Linked DNA regions of Zea mays: all the other regions are linked to region 1. The links are chromatin contacts, called in public Hi-C maps. All regions are on one chromosome and are shown on one strand. Each heading gives the region's core, a stretch centred on a gene start, on an enhancer-like site or on the middle of the called end of the contact. The rest is flanking DNA. Distances are from core to core; before and after follow the strand shown. Region 1 holds the start of LOC103643781 (Putative auxin-induced protein family). Region 2 has its middle 48 kb from the start of LOC542416. Region 3 holds the start of LOC100277418.

What was found. Hi-C and Micro-C count contacts between places; a contact is called where the count stands out from the background.
Region 2: a contact with region 1 is called in a Hi-C map of leaf, with 2.5 times the contacts expected there. The contact joins the enhancer-like site here to the promoter of LOC103643781 in region 1. A contact is called at or near these places in 6 of 25 Hi-C or Micro-C datasets (bundle sheath, ear, leaf and 2 more).
Region 3: a Hi-C map of leaf shows a contact between it and region 1, with 7 times the contacts expected there. The contact joins the promoter of LOC100277418 here to the promoter of LOC103643781 in region 1. A contact is called at or near these places in 5 of 25 Hi-C or Micro-C datasets (ear, endosperm, leaf and 1 more).

The regions. Positions count from the first base shown.
Region 1 is chr1:265,320,813-265,325,459 of Zm-B73-REFERENCE-NAM-5.0, forward strand. It overlaps LOC103643781 (Putative auxin-induced protein family), which reads right to left and starts at 2,749. Exons shown (of 1, transcript XM_008666942.4): 1 at 1,865-2,749. The coding sequence starts at 2,425. The coding sequence ends at 2,114.
Region 2 is chr1:265,125,659-265,130,305 of Zm-B73-REFERENCE-NAM-5.0, forward strand. No RefSeq gene overlaps it. Among protein-coding and RNA genes, the nearest start is that of LOC542416, 48 kb to the left of the region's middle. Within about 2 kb of position 2,458, at least 18 of the 20 cell types and tissues checked have an H3K27ac peak or open chromatin away from gene starts, as enhancers often do. A contact at or near this core is called in bundle sheath, ear, leaf and 2 more, where this site is marked.
Region 3 is chr1:265,177,523-265,182,169 of Zm-B73-REFERENCE-NAM-5.0, forward strand. LOC100277418 reads left to right here and starts at 2,620. Exons shown (of 2, transcript NM_001165631.1): 1 at 2,620-2,938; 2 at 3,539-4,305. The coding sequence starts at 2,798. The coding sequence ends at 4,081.

The DNA.
Region 1 (4,647 bases), core at 1,499-3,998:
CTAGACACACCAAAGAGATCAAATCCTCTCCAATTCCACACAAGGCTTTAGTGATTAGCGAGAGAGATTTGTCGTGTTCTTTTGAGCTCTTGCGCTTGGATTGCTTCCTTTCTTTCTCACTTGTTCTTGTGATCAAAACTCCATTGTAATCAAGGCAAGAGGCACCAATTGTGTGGTGGCCCTTGCGGGGAAGTTTTGTTCCCGGCTTTGATTTGAGAAGAGAAGCTCACTCGGTCCGAGGGACCGTTTGAGAGAGGGAAGGGTTGAAAGAGACCCGGCCTTTGTGGCCTCCTCAACGGGGAGTAGGTTTGCGAGAACCGAACCTCGGTAAAACAAATCCGTGTGTCTCACTTCGTATTTGCTTGAGATTTGTTTTTCACCCTCTCTCGCTGACTCTTTTATATTTCTAACGCTAACCCGGCTTGTAGTTGTGTTTATATTTGTAAAATTCAGTTTCGCCCTATTCACCCCCCCTCTAGGCGACTATCAGTAAGGGATCTAAGTGATTCGTTTGATTAAGGAGAAATCTCACTCGGTCTAAGTGACCATTTGAGAGAGGGAAAGGGTTGAAAGAGACCCGGTCTTTGTGACCACCTCAACGGGGAGTAGGTTTGCAAGAACCGAACCTCGGTAAAACAAATCACCGTGTCACTCGCTTTATTTCTTGGTTGATTTATTTTCGCCCTCTCTTTCGGACTCAATTTTATTTCTAACGCTAACCCCGACTTGTAGTTGTGCTTAAAGTTTATAAATTTCAGATTTGCCTATTCACCCCCCCCCCCCCTCTAGGCGACTTTCACCTAGAAAGCTCGATCTATATTCCTAGCACTATTTGTGGGGCTTGCAAAGCAACATAATGCCAACTATTGGGTAGACTCGGACTTAGACTCTGCGGTCCCAGGTTCTTGGTCCAACGTCAACAACTAGGGAGACTCGGACCCAAACTCTGAGCTCCTAGGACTTTGGCTCAACCCCAACAACTAGGTAAACACGAATTTAGAATCTGAACTCCTAAGGCCTCGACACATCCTCGTTGTAGAACATGAGGGCCCCTTCTCGAGGAGGATGAAGCAGACTCAGAAACGAAAATGAAAAGAGTTTGGGAGGAGCTGCGACAAAGTGTTCGCGAAGCGCATGACTAGATCGAAATGACCAGGTTTCATGGACAGTGTGTCTATGCGACACCAGTACAAAACATTGTCACGATGAAGCTCTTACTGGACGAGATTACCACTTTTACCACAAGATAATACCCAAGCCCCGAGAACATCAAAAAGATTCGGAACATGATGACCTACACCGCAGTATGTACGGGAGCCGAGACAGTCCCTGAGGCAAGTCAAGAAAGGACCGAGTCAGAACCACCCAGTAGGAGTGAACAGAAGACAGACGAAGTCATGTGAACAAGGACGGATGAAGTCATGGGAACAGAATCAACAAATCAGGACTCTCGTTTGAACTGGTTTATGGCATGTTTGGTTCCCTGTCTAACTTGTCATATTTTGGCTAACTTTTCTGTCTAAGATTAATTCTTCAATTTAAAGGACTAACCTTAGTCAAAGTGTGTCGTAGTTTGCGACGAACCAAACAAACCCTTAATCTCGAACGGTCCAGACTAACAAGCCGGACTATTCGAAGGCCTAACCGTCCGACTTAAATTTAGTGTTCTAACACATATTGTGGTGGACTGTCGATCTCTATTGTTGCCACAATGACGACATGTTCAAGTCGATCCTTCCCTTCTGTGTCAATACGACAAGAAACTGTCCAAGTCAGCATGGGAATGATCATTCCTGATTATTTATGATACAAGATTTGTTTTCTTGGAGTAACTGCGTACTATTTTGTTGTGGACTAATGGAGCTGATAAAAAACAGTAGACACTATAATAATATATGCAGGCCCTGAGATTGACTTGTGGTGTCATGTTGCGTTGCGTCTACAGTTATAAAATTGAATGGATCAAATGAATCAATATATTCAAGAACAAACTAATCATCTAGGATTATAAGTGTACAAGGCTACAAGCCTACAAGTTAGCTTGGTCGCCGGCTCGCGGCACGGGAGCTGTTTTTCTCCTCAGTGCTCGGGTAGCTGCCAACTGTGGCTGTGTTCACGCGACGCTGATCCCGCATCTGTGCATAGCGCCGTCGAGGACCTGGCGGAAGTGGCCGGCGTCGCAGGGCACCCGAAGCACGCCCGGCTGGCCGTACCCGTACCGCTGCGCCGCCATGTCCAGCAGCTCCGCGACGCAAGGGTCGCTGAGAAGCGTCACCGGCACCAGCACCCGCTCGCCGTGGCCGCCGTCCCCGTCAGCGACCAGCATCGGGACGTGCCCTCTCGGGACCTTCTCCTCCTCCTCGTAGGCGCCGGCCCCGCGCGCGGGTGACCCGCTGCCGCCAGTCTTCCTCTTCGTCCAAGCCATGGCCAGATGCTGCAGTGCGTTTGTTTGCCCGACCCCGACGAGTAAGAGAGAGAGAGATGATGATGATGATGATTGCCTTCGATTGGATCGCGTCTTCTTCTTAGGCTTGGTGGTCAGCTGCGGAAAAACGAGCGAGAGCTGGGTGGATTTATAGGGTTGGATGCAAGAGCTCTGGATATACTAGTAGTTTGAGCAACTGGGACGAGCGCGGCTTCGCGGCGGGCGGGAGTTTATGGCAGTTGCAGAATCTTTTGACCGAGCTTTGGGTCCTTTGATCCGCCCTCTCTCTCTCTCCTGTGCCTGCCGGTCCAAAGATGTTGACCTGGACAGACACAAATCATGGAGTGTAATTCCCCAATTCCGAAAGGAAATCGTGGATTAGCTAGGTTCGCCGTGTCGTTGAACAGGGATTTGAGCCAATACACGATGCGCTTTCAGTCAACAGTGATGTCTAGCTAGACCGGAGAGAGGACTATACATGTACAGAAAGGCGCCCAAACACTTTTTTTTTTGCCGATCGAGCTCGATTCGGTCCTCTTTTATACGGGCTCAGGGCGGACTGACACAGATAAGCGAGTCGGACACAGACAGCAAACTAAATCCGGCACGACATGTTTACCTCTAATCTCACCAAACCCGTTTTTTTTACACTAAACCGTACTTATCGATCCACTTAACCCTAAACCGTACTTATCGATCCACTTAACCCGTTTTCGGTCTACCTTTTCCGTGCTTACCGGGCCAGACCGGGCCGGCCGTTTAGGCCCACATCAGACCAGGCTCGAACAGGGAAACGAACCCACGGGCTTGAAAGTCCCGGCCCGGTTTTCTAATTGAGCCTGGCAAGCCGAGCTTAACCGGGTCCGGGGCGGGCAGAGGGGGGTGGCCCTGTCCATCTCTAGAGCTCTAGAGAGGACGACTTCTGCTCTCATGTTGTAGTGTATGGTGCTAGCGTTACAAGATTCAGGAGTGATGCGAGGGAAGGACTCGTCGCCAACTCATTAGAATATTGAGGTCTCGGTTGTGCCAATGCTACGTGGATTTAAGTGTATTTGAATGAATTAGGTTAGATTTTGACTTGCTATGTTCAGTACCACTTAATCTACATGGATTAACGGTGAAACGAATAAGCCCGGAAAGGGAAGATGTGAGGGTCCTTTGTGTTGGTTTACCTAAATTGTCTGTTATTTTTGATTAGTTCTGTTTGAGTAAACTAATCTCCGAGATCTATCGGAGATATCATCTATATCTCCACTGTAAGAATCATAGGTAGACTTTTACCGCATGATTGATTCACTGTTGCGAATGTGCAACTGCATCCATGGAGTTTTGAAGCACAATTTGTTTGATGGTCGAATAAGCAGATACTGATGCTTGGCATGTAAAAAGGATCGGTGAGCCAGGCTCCACAGAGATGCAGTTGTATGCAGGCTGCGCTTATGCAGGCACACACAATCCGAGATAATTTTTAGTTTATTTTTCTATTATATATTTTAATAAAAATTTAATCACCAGGCCTATTTTATATTTATGTTTCTAAGATTTTTTTTAACAAAACTAGATCACTCATGCTAGCTATATCGTATTTAAAGATTTATATATATGTCCTTCTCTAATACAGTCTCGGTGCAAGCAACCAAACAAAGTCTGTCGCTACTCTACACGGATATATAGCAACCAAACGTATAGTACTATGGATACGATTATACTTAAGAACTTGTTCCAATATAAATATTTGGTGGATACAAAGAAAAATTTAATATGCGTTTGTAATTTTCATAAATGTTTGGCATAGTTTAAAAATGGTATCCGGTAATTCGGTATTCCCAATTTGATATGAGGAAAAAAAATTATCAGTAATTCGACATTCGAAATAAGATGAGAGTATATAACGAAAGCAAGTGTTAATTTTCTTTTATGTTTTGTTCATTGTGTTATGTAGTTTGTTGACCAGATCGTAGTCTTTGTCCTTAGGCCGGGGGTGCTAGCCGTCAAGGCATGATCCATGTAGCATTGGGTTTGTAGTGTTTAGTAACAGTATGTTTTTTTTTTTGAAACCCATCAGGGCATGTTCGGTTACAGCAATCCAGAGGGGGATTGGAGGAGATTAAATCCCCTCCTAGTAAAAAATGACTAGGCAGGGATTTAAACCTATTTATTCCCCCTCTGGATTGGTGTAACCGAACAAGCCCTCAGTGTCAAGTGACACCGCCGGTGCTAAG
Region 2 (4,647 bases), core at 1,208-3,707, 200 kb before region 1:
GTGAAGAACCCTAGAACTCGCCTCTAGGTAGATCTCATCGGGGAGAAGAGTTCCATGGGTTTCTCCGGGGTCGGCAAACCACTCGAGGCATCCCTAATCGACATAGAGTGGAATAGAGATGGTTATGGAAGACTAAACTAGGGCTAAACTAAGTCTAGATTACTCCTACTCCTAGGGAATAGGAGAACGATGCAAAAAAGGTAACTTGGTTTGATTGGATCGATTGTGGGAGTTCAATCAGCCGTCTTCATCTATATAAAGGGGAGGTCTGGACCCATTACAAGTTGGTTATCGAGTTAATCCCGCAGGTTTTGCTAACAAATCCCGCTAGAAACCCGGAACCCTAACTGATTCTACGTATGTGGGGACCGGACCGCGTACTCTCTGACCTATAGGGCTGGACTGTCTGGTGGCCATTTTGGTGCTCAACAACACCAATATGTACAACAAAAATATTAGCTTCATTAAATCCACAATGGAATATATATTGATATATAATGCATTATATATTGGTGGTGTGGATGTTTATACACTTCTACAGATTTGATCAAAGTTACAAGCATATTATCATTTAGGATAAAACTAAAATGATGTATATTTTTTAATGGCAGCAGGGTTATATATAATTTTCCAAAACAAACAAATACAGTGCATTCATTTGATGTTGTAGATGTTTATACACTTCTACAGGTTTGATCAAAGCTACAAGCATTTTGACTTATGATAAAACTAGAATGGTGTACATTTTTGAGTGGCAGTGGAGGTATCTAGAATCGTCCAAGGTTCTTACTAATCTTCGTTGGTGTCCCTACGTAAAAGAAAGCTCGTGCAAGGACCAAGCACATCAAATAGGTTACTCTGTAGGTAGTAGCGGGCCTTATTTACGTGCAAGTGGTGCTTCACTTCTAGCCCCTATTGGATACTCCCCACCGTCTTCACTAAGAGCTTTTGGCTGAGACATCGTGGGTCTCGTTTCCTCCGGTTAGGGATGACAATCGGACGGGTAGGACATGGATATATGATTCGTGAATCCATAGCCGCGAGACAAAACTCAACCCATATATGTATCCATATACGTTCATGGGTATTGATCTGTACCTATATCCGTACCCGTCGGATATCCGCTATACCCAACGGATATGTGTTACTCGCCCGCCCACTATAATTCAACATTTAGCACTAAACAATAATTTTATCACAATCTAATAATTTCACCATTCCAACAACATCAAACAACAATATTAAAACTAAACAACATGTTATGCATGGAAATTGAAAAATGTGAATTTAGGATAGTATAATGAATTTGGATGGCCCACATATCAGATACCCATCGGATAATGTAGAAATAGAGTGTTGCCCTTGCACATACATGTATCTTTGCTATGCGAAATTATATTAATTTGGCCTGATGACCTGCGTGGGCTAACGTACTTACGACGGCAGCTGGTGTACATGTGCCAATTGGTAAGCTGGATGTCGCTTGCCCGTGTGGTCGCATTCGGTCGCTACCTAGCTAGCACTTGTCACGCTTGGCTGACATATTGTTTATCCATCCCTCTCTTTATTTTTTTCATTCGGGCAGCATTTGGAATGCTGTCAGGGAGAGATATGTCGTCGTCAATCGATATACTAGTAGTGATCAAATGGGAGTACCACCTACCAATAATTCTCTTGATACGGTCGAACGTCTCTCTTACCCGTACACCGCACACTTCCTTTTTCCTCAGTTCTTCCGGCCCTGAGAGACGAATCTATTCATTTTAGAGAGTGCATCTACACCCTCTACAAAATACAAAACTAGTCATAACAAATATTTTTATAAATACTATAATTATTTATTTTATACTATATTAAAACATCAGTTTCAACCATCGTCCCGTATCAATTTTTTTTTTCAAAAAAACCTATATTTCTTTAGAATTAACTCGCACCCCTACAATCTTTTCTCTAATACTATAATAGGAGAGTTTATATAAAAAATAAGTTAAAATTATGTATAAGTGAGTGTTTGAATCTTGTTTGTTGGCTCCATATTCACAACCACCGAATCAATAGAAAAAATATATTTTGTGATCTATTAAAACAAAATTTATCCTATATCATATATATATATATATACTGTAGCAATGCACGGCCATATGACTAGTTTTTTTAAAAAATTTGACTAAGTTTATAGAAAATATTAGAAATATTTGTATATATAAATAAATAAATTATAAAAAATAGATTTGGTGATCTATTTGTCTATATAACCATGGACAAATATTCTAATACAAAAAAATGCTTTGTCTAACGAGGGCACCGGTGGATGTGGACCCATACGGATGAAAATCACGGGCCCGTTAGACCCAGAAACAAATGACCTTCCGTGGAGTCTGCTAGACGGCAAAGGGCGCACGCCTTGGGCCAGCCTACTTCCCTTTTTGGACCGCCGGGCCAGTCACCTGCAAAATCTCCATCCAGAATTGATGGTGGGCCTTGAAGATGACGCTGCCGTTGCGGGACGTAATGGACGGTCCCAGAACCAGAGGTGATGGATATGGAAGTAGAAAGAACACAGCGAGGCCCGTTTTCCCGATTAGTTTTGGACACCAGAGACCGAGGAACGGGGCTGTTAACGGCGAATGCAATGCCTCTGTTCATCCATAGCATAGCATATGCATACCCTGTGCAATCGGCAGTCGATCAGACAGAGGCAAGCTGGTCCAGGTTGCCCCGCGCGAGCTGTCTGGACGGCTCACTGAAAGCATGTCGGCCGTAGCGCAGGTCGGGCCGGCCGGGACGTGCACTGCTCGCTCACTGACACTGCCATTCTGGTGGTACGCTGTTTCTCAGGACATCGATCCGACCATTGCTTGATCCGTCCGTCGTGAACTGAAATGGTAAACAGTGCCTGTATCACGGCCGGATGGCGGCATCATCAATGTGCGTGCGCATACTATAGCTAGATGCTAATAAACTTGCAGTTCTCCTAAGTCCTAAGTGTGGTGCATACCATCAGGCCGGCATATGCAGCGCTTCTGTACTTAGTACGCACGTATAGACAGTATACATAGACAAACAGTACTGACCGGCCGGTGTTCCGTAGCATAACCAGTATCATACCGTGCTAGTTACTATCATTCAATCGACTGTGCCTAACCAGTAGTAGCGTAGTACCGATACGGTGGCGCATGGCATGCATATACTATGCACCATGCAGCAGGGGGTCATATTAAGGGCCCCTTTGGCAGGACTCTGGCTTCTCCAAAAACGGCTTTGGTTCTGGCTCACGAGGTGAGGCCACTTCTTTAGATGAGCCAAAGCGATTCTGAAAAATCATTTGGCAAAACGGCTTATAGGTTGTTTTTCAGAAAGACCCTTATATAGTTTACTTTTTATAGACCGATACTGGTCGATCTCTCCTGTACGTGGCTAGGGATTGAGGGCAGGACCAAAAAAATAATTTGGACTGGTGGGAGGGCTATTGTGCAAAAATGACGTGAGCTGAAGCCGGGTGAGCCACTTTTTTGGCTCATGCCCTCTAGTTCATTTTGGAAAAGCACTTCACTGGTGAAGCCATTTGAAAAAGAGGTGTTTGGCAAAACTTTTGCATGAGCCAGAGTTGAAGCGGAAAAATAAGCCCTAATTGATGATTGCGGATTTATTAATAAATTTGCGCCTGTACGAAGCAGACGGCGGCGTATCAACCACAGCAGGTGTTAATTGCTGCACACACAGCACTGTCCTGACGTGAACGTATCGAGCAATGATTCTCGCTGACTAGTCTTTCTCACTCATCTTTCACGCGATCGATCGTAGTATTTAGTACTGATGAATGAATGAATGAATACTGCATCCGAGCTAACTACGGCAGTACACTGTCATCTCATCATCTCAGTCGTCGTTTAATCAGCTCCATCTCTATAGCAAGGTTTTCTTCTCGACGTGCATGGTTCTGAATCCAAACAGCTAGCCACACAACCACCTTTATTTCCAAAAAGAATGGAGCGCACGCACTTTAATTTCCAGCTGTGCATCCGTGAACGCCTCCTCTCTCGCCACAGTTTCGTAAACGTTCGTAGTACGTACGTGTGCATATATGGCTGTCCTGTCATTTTCGAATTCAATTTGTTAGCTGCCCGTGCTACATATAGTCCCCTGTACTCACCCGCAATTAAGCGTCCTTAAAAAGAATTAATGACAAACCAGTTCGCGCAATCATTCCGATTCATGCTTTCAAGACGTGGGACCGCCATTGCTATTCCTACAAAAATTAAGTTGCCGGCCGGGTTACCACATATATGAACCAGTTCCCTTTCCTTGGAACACAGTGATTTGGCATGATTCCTAGCCTCCTAGCCGGATTACTTGTATAATTTATATAAATTTTGATAAGCTAGGACGATTTCTGGATGCATTACCGGACTGGTATTCTTTGCCGAGTGTCTCAAACACTCGGTAAATATTTTATCGGCAAATGGTTCTTTACTTTTCACTCGGCAAATTAAGAATCACAAAAAAAGTAAAAAAACGAAAATATTTTTTAATTAGGGGAACAAACCTCCAACCATCATCATTGCTCTACCCATCGTTCTATCATTTTTTGAACTAAATTCACGTGTTTTGTGACAAGTGGATGATAACTCGCAAATCTCTCTCGCG
Region 3 (4,647 bases), core at 1,370-3,869, 140 kb before region 1:
TAGTGTCGGGCCGGATTTGGGCTAGGTCGTGGCCCATGGGCGGGCACGAGCACGACCCGTTTAAGGTAGACACGAAATGGCCCATATAGAGGCACGAAAAGGTCCATATATTTATTAAAACCACACTTTATTCCACATTTTCATGCACTTTATAAAGAACACAAAGCTAGAGATAATGCTAGTTACATGTTTTTTGTAGCTTTGAATTAGAGTATGTGATGTAATTTTATTTTTGTTATGAACATTAGATAATGAAATGAAATTACGAACTTTGTATAGAGCTGACTATACTCTTTTTTCTTCTAACAAAATGATTTGTAAACGAGGTAGTCATTGCATAGCTCCGGTAACTTAATACAAATATTAAGTTTGCTTTTGGTCAAATTTATTTGTCTTATCTTTTATTTGCTTTATTAAATTTGTTTTGAATTTAGGACTCTGATGTGAATTCTGGGTCCTGATATGAATTTCGGGCCAAAAACTGAATTTCGGCCCAAAATTGAATTTCGGGCCGCCCGAAATGAGTCCGACACGTTTAAGCAATTACGTGCCAGGTCATGAGCCGAGGGCTAGGCCCGTGGGCCGACGCGGCACGACCCAAAATTCAATCGGGCCGAACCGGCCCGAAATTCAAACAATACGGGCCTTTTCGGGCTTAGGCCCGGCCGGGCGTCCCGAATGTATACCTATACTAGTGATGACCAAATAGATAAAAGATTTCACGTATTTCAATAAACTGGGTGTATTACGTGTGTGACCGAATACTAGTGGTGAGATAGATTACTATTTTTATTTTTCTCTCAGCTCCAAATCATTTAGTTATTTGAGACAGCCATTGCGGACGGCCTAATTATAAGAGATGGCTAAGAGACTTCATGATACAACCTTGAGACTATCTATACTACTTATTAAGAAGGTAAGAGTAGTCTGCCGTTCTGCCCTCTCCCGTGTTCTGCCGTTCTGCCCTCCCCCGTTTCGCGCGCAGAAAAAAAATCAAACTATGGCTGCTTAGGGATTGAACCTTGGATCTATTGAGTAGGATGCCTAGCCTTCCACCCTCTAACCAACATGACTCATGTTGAATTGTGTACAACTTCAACTAAGAATTTATTTGTGTTTAACCCGCCGTCCATTCTGTATGCTCACTGAGTCTAGAAAAACATTTATAGCTTGGTCCCTGATCTTTCTGGAATTTGGAACGCAGTCTAGGAAATAAAGAAAATAGGGAAAAGGAGTTTAGAAATTGATTTTTAGTTTAAAAATAATTGCAGAAACCCATTTAATTCATGGAAATTTCATATTAAATCCAAATAAGTTCATTCCAATTTCTATAATTCTATAATATTATTTTTTATCACATAATACCTATGTTTTGTCATGAAAACAACAATAAATTGATTTCCTAATTAATCATATATCAAATACATAGAAACTTTGGAAATTCGCAGCTTCCTCATTTTAATTCTAAATTGAACTGTTTCAGTTGTGTTAGTCTCGTATGAATATTTACTACGCAGTAACAACATTGATTATACCATGTTTCATACTTTTATAATTAGATATTTATTTTATTCTATGTTAATTGGGTTAATCTATATCTATTGGATTAATTTATTTAATATATTAATATAGTATTCTAACTTTATGGTTATACGATGTTTGACCATTCGTCTTGCAAATACACACACTCACCTTTTTGTTTAAGCAAAAGCGTATGGTGGTACGTGTCCGATGACTAACGATGTACGAGGGAATTTCTTCCGGTATGTGTGAAACATGCTCTCCAATAATGAGACCATGCAAATCGTGACATATATCGAAGTCTGCATGATACTGATGGTTGCAATATAGTGGTGAAACAGATAGATTATGAATAACAAAATTTATGTATGGCCAGAATCACAAATTGATTATGAAACATTTTCGCATAACGGTATAACACATATTTTATATATAAGTTATCGTAGTATACTGGTATTATATATTTCCGTTGCAACGCACGGGCATTCAGCTAGTAGATCATAAATACAGCTAAGACACAACGTGTATAGAAAGTCGTGAAAAACGGACTCTTCGCGAAGAGTTCACCTATTTTATTTTTTCAATTAGGCCTTAGACTCAAGAAGCTCTATATTAAGTGCAGTTGTAAAACCCTAAGCTACGAGAATTAAGAAAAAGGGAAAAGATTATTCGTCCGGCACCACATTCCTAGTGTGTCAATTGTTTACCGATCCCAATGAAGATCTCGGGGCGTGGGTCCCGCGTGATCCCCACGCAACCCGCAAGTGTGTGTGTGGCGCTGGAGCTGGAGTACGGTACTCAACTACGACGGCTCGGCTCCTCCGGTTCAGCTACGCGTAGTACACGAGAGTACTAGACGGGGGAGGCGCAGAGCAGTGAGTGGCATAGGCTGGTCCATCCCCATCACACACAGCGGGCGCCATCTGCCATCAATGCGGCCTACCCCGCTCGCATTCATTGCACATCTTGTCCTCATGCCTCGCCTTTCCAACACCTTAATTAATGCCGCGCCCATACGTGCCTCCAAACCCCGACCCTTTTTTATCACTCGCTCGCTCCCTCCTCGTCCTCTGCCCTGCTCGCCCACGCACCTCCTCTCTCTCCCCTCCTGCGCTAGCACTACTACTGCTACCAGCGAGTGCACGACACACACATCCTCCTCCCCCCTTCGTCTCTCTCTCCCTCTCTCTCTCTGCCTGCGCGCCTGAGAGCTGCCACCGCCAAGGCGAAACGGCCGTCGCCGCATGCTGCGGCTGAGCTAGAGACGAGAGGCGAGATGGCGGCCGAGGCGCTGGGGTTCATGGCGCGGGGAGCCACCGGCGGGAGGGCGGCGGAGCTCGTCACCAGGGACTTCCTCGGCGGGTGCGCCGCCGCCGAAGACGACGCCAGGGACGCGTCCGCCAGGAATGACGCCGTGGTAAGCACCTCGGCCCCGTGCTGTCTTTGAATTCGCAAAGCCTCTCTGTTCTCTGCTCTCCCCTGCCTCTGCGTGTGATGTGCCTGTGCATGCTCGCCTTCGGATCGGACCCGCTTGCTGATGTTGCTTGATTGAATTGGAAGAGCGCACCTTGACCTTGGTGTTCATAAGTTTTTCGAAGAAGGAAGAACTTTCTTCGCTTTCTCCAACGTGGAAAAGTCTTGGTCCGAGGCCTCCATCCAAGACGACTATTCTGCTATAGCCTATAGTATCCAGTTTGGATTTGCAAGTGGTCAATAGTAATATTAGTCCAAATTCCATTCCCTCGTGATCAGAATTTTATATGAAACATGTTGCTCTACCAGAACCATTAAACATTCCCACTAAACTAAACGCGAAATACTAAAATCTGTACTTGCACATGCATGCTGTCCTTTTTTGTGCTTTATTATCTATAATCACAATCAGTTGTGATTATAGAAGAATTTACTAGCACATCAGTAGCTGCATTAGCTTACGCTTATCTATAATCACAATCAGTTGTACTTGCTCTAGTTGAGAAACGAAGCTAATGTTTTTTTTTTGTGCGCCCACGTGCAGCCCGCGAGGGTGCACCAGCAGAAGCACGCGTGCCCGGCGGCGCCGAGGGACCTGAACCTGTTCCCGGTAGCCGCCACCACGAAGCCCTGCGCCGCGACGGCGGCAGCGGCAGCGGCACCAGCGGTCGCGGGCGGCGCCACGGCTACGTACCACAGCGTGTGCACGATCGAGAAGGTGAAGACGGCCCTGGAGCGGTTCGAGCGCGGCAGGCAGCACCAGTCCCCGCACCCGCACCAGCAGCAGCAGCACAGCGGCGCGGGCGCGTCCCCGTCGTCGTCTTCCGTGACCACGTCCTCCGTGAAGCGCCGCGGCGGCGGCGGCGGCGGCGGCGGCGGCGTGGAGCAGGGCGACGGCTGCGACTCGCCCTCCGGCGGCGGGATGGTGGCCGCGGCGTGCCCCAGGTGCTTCCTGTACGTGCTAATCTCCCGGAGCGACCCGCGGTGCCCGCGCTGCGAGTCCCACGTCCCGGCCCCGCCGGCGCCAGCGCCGGCCGCGAGCAAGAAGCCGCGGATCGACCTCAACGTCGGCTACCTGGGCACATAGCTTGTGGTTTAGGCATATGGGGCGATGGCGTAGCCTCCTAGATGGAGCGGCTGCCGTCTCCTACCGTACCGTACGTGACGCCATAAATTTTGCTTAGGCTCGTGTAATGTGATGACCCACGGACCGAGTCGGGTACGTAGGAGTACGTAGACAGGGGAGGGGGGCGCCGTTTTTTGAACTGAAACAGAAATGCATGCCCTCCCCTGTCAGGAAATTTATGGCCGATCAGACACCGCATACAAGAACATGAATGAATGGTGACACTGCTTTCTGTTCCTGCTCCTGTAGAACCAGACAATCCCGCAGCCACAATTGGTCAAAGCTGCTATACTTGTCGATCTAGCATGTTCGAGCTCCGTGGTGGTGGTGGTGGTGGAGATGTTTGCAAATTGTAAGCTTGGATGTGCCGCCGCCGCCGCCGCCGCCGCCGCCGTCCCATGGGCGCATGGCCTAGTGTCCCTAGTCGCCGTCGGTCGCAGCGGTGCCAAGGCCCAAGCGCTTGGCGTTCGTGTTCTCTCGTCTCCTGCGGCCGGCCGTTTTAATGCCAAGGGCAGGGAGTTGACGTC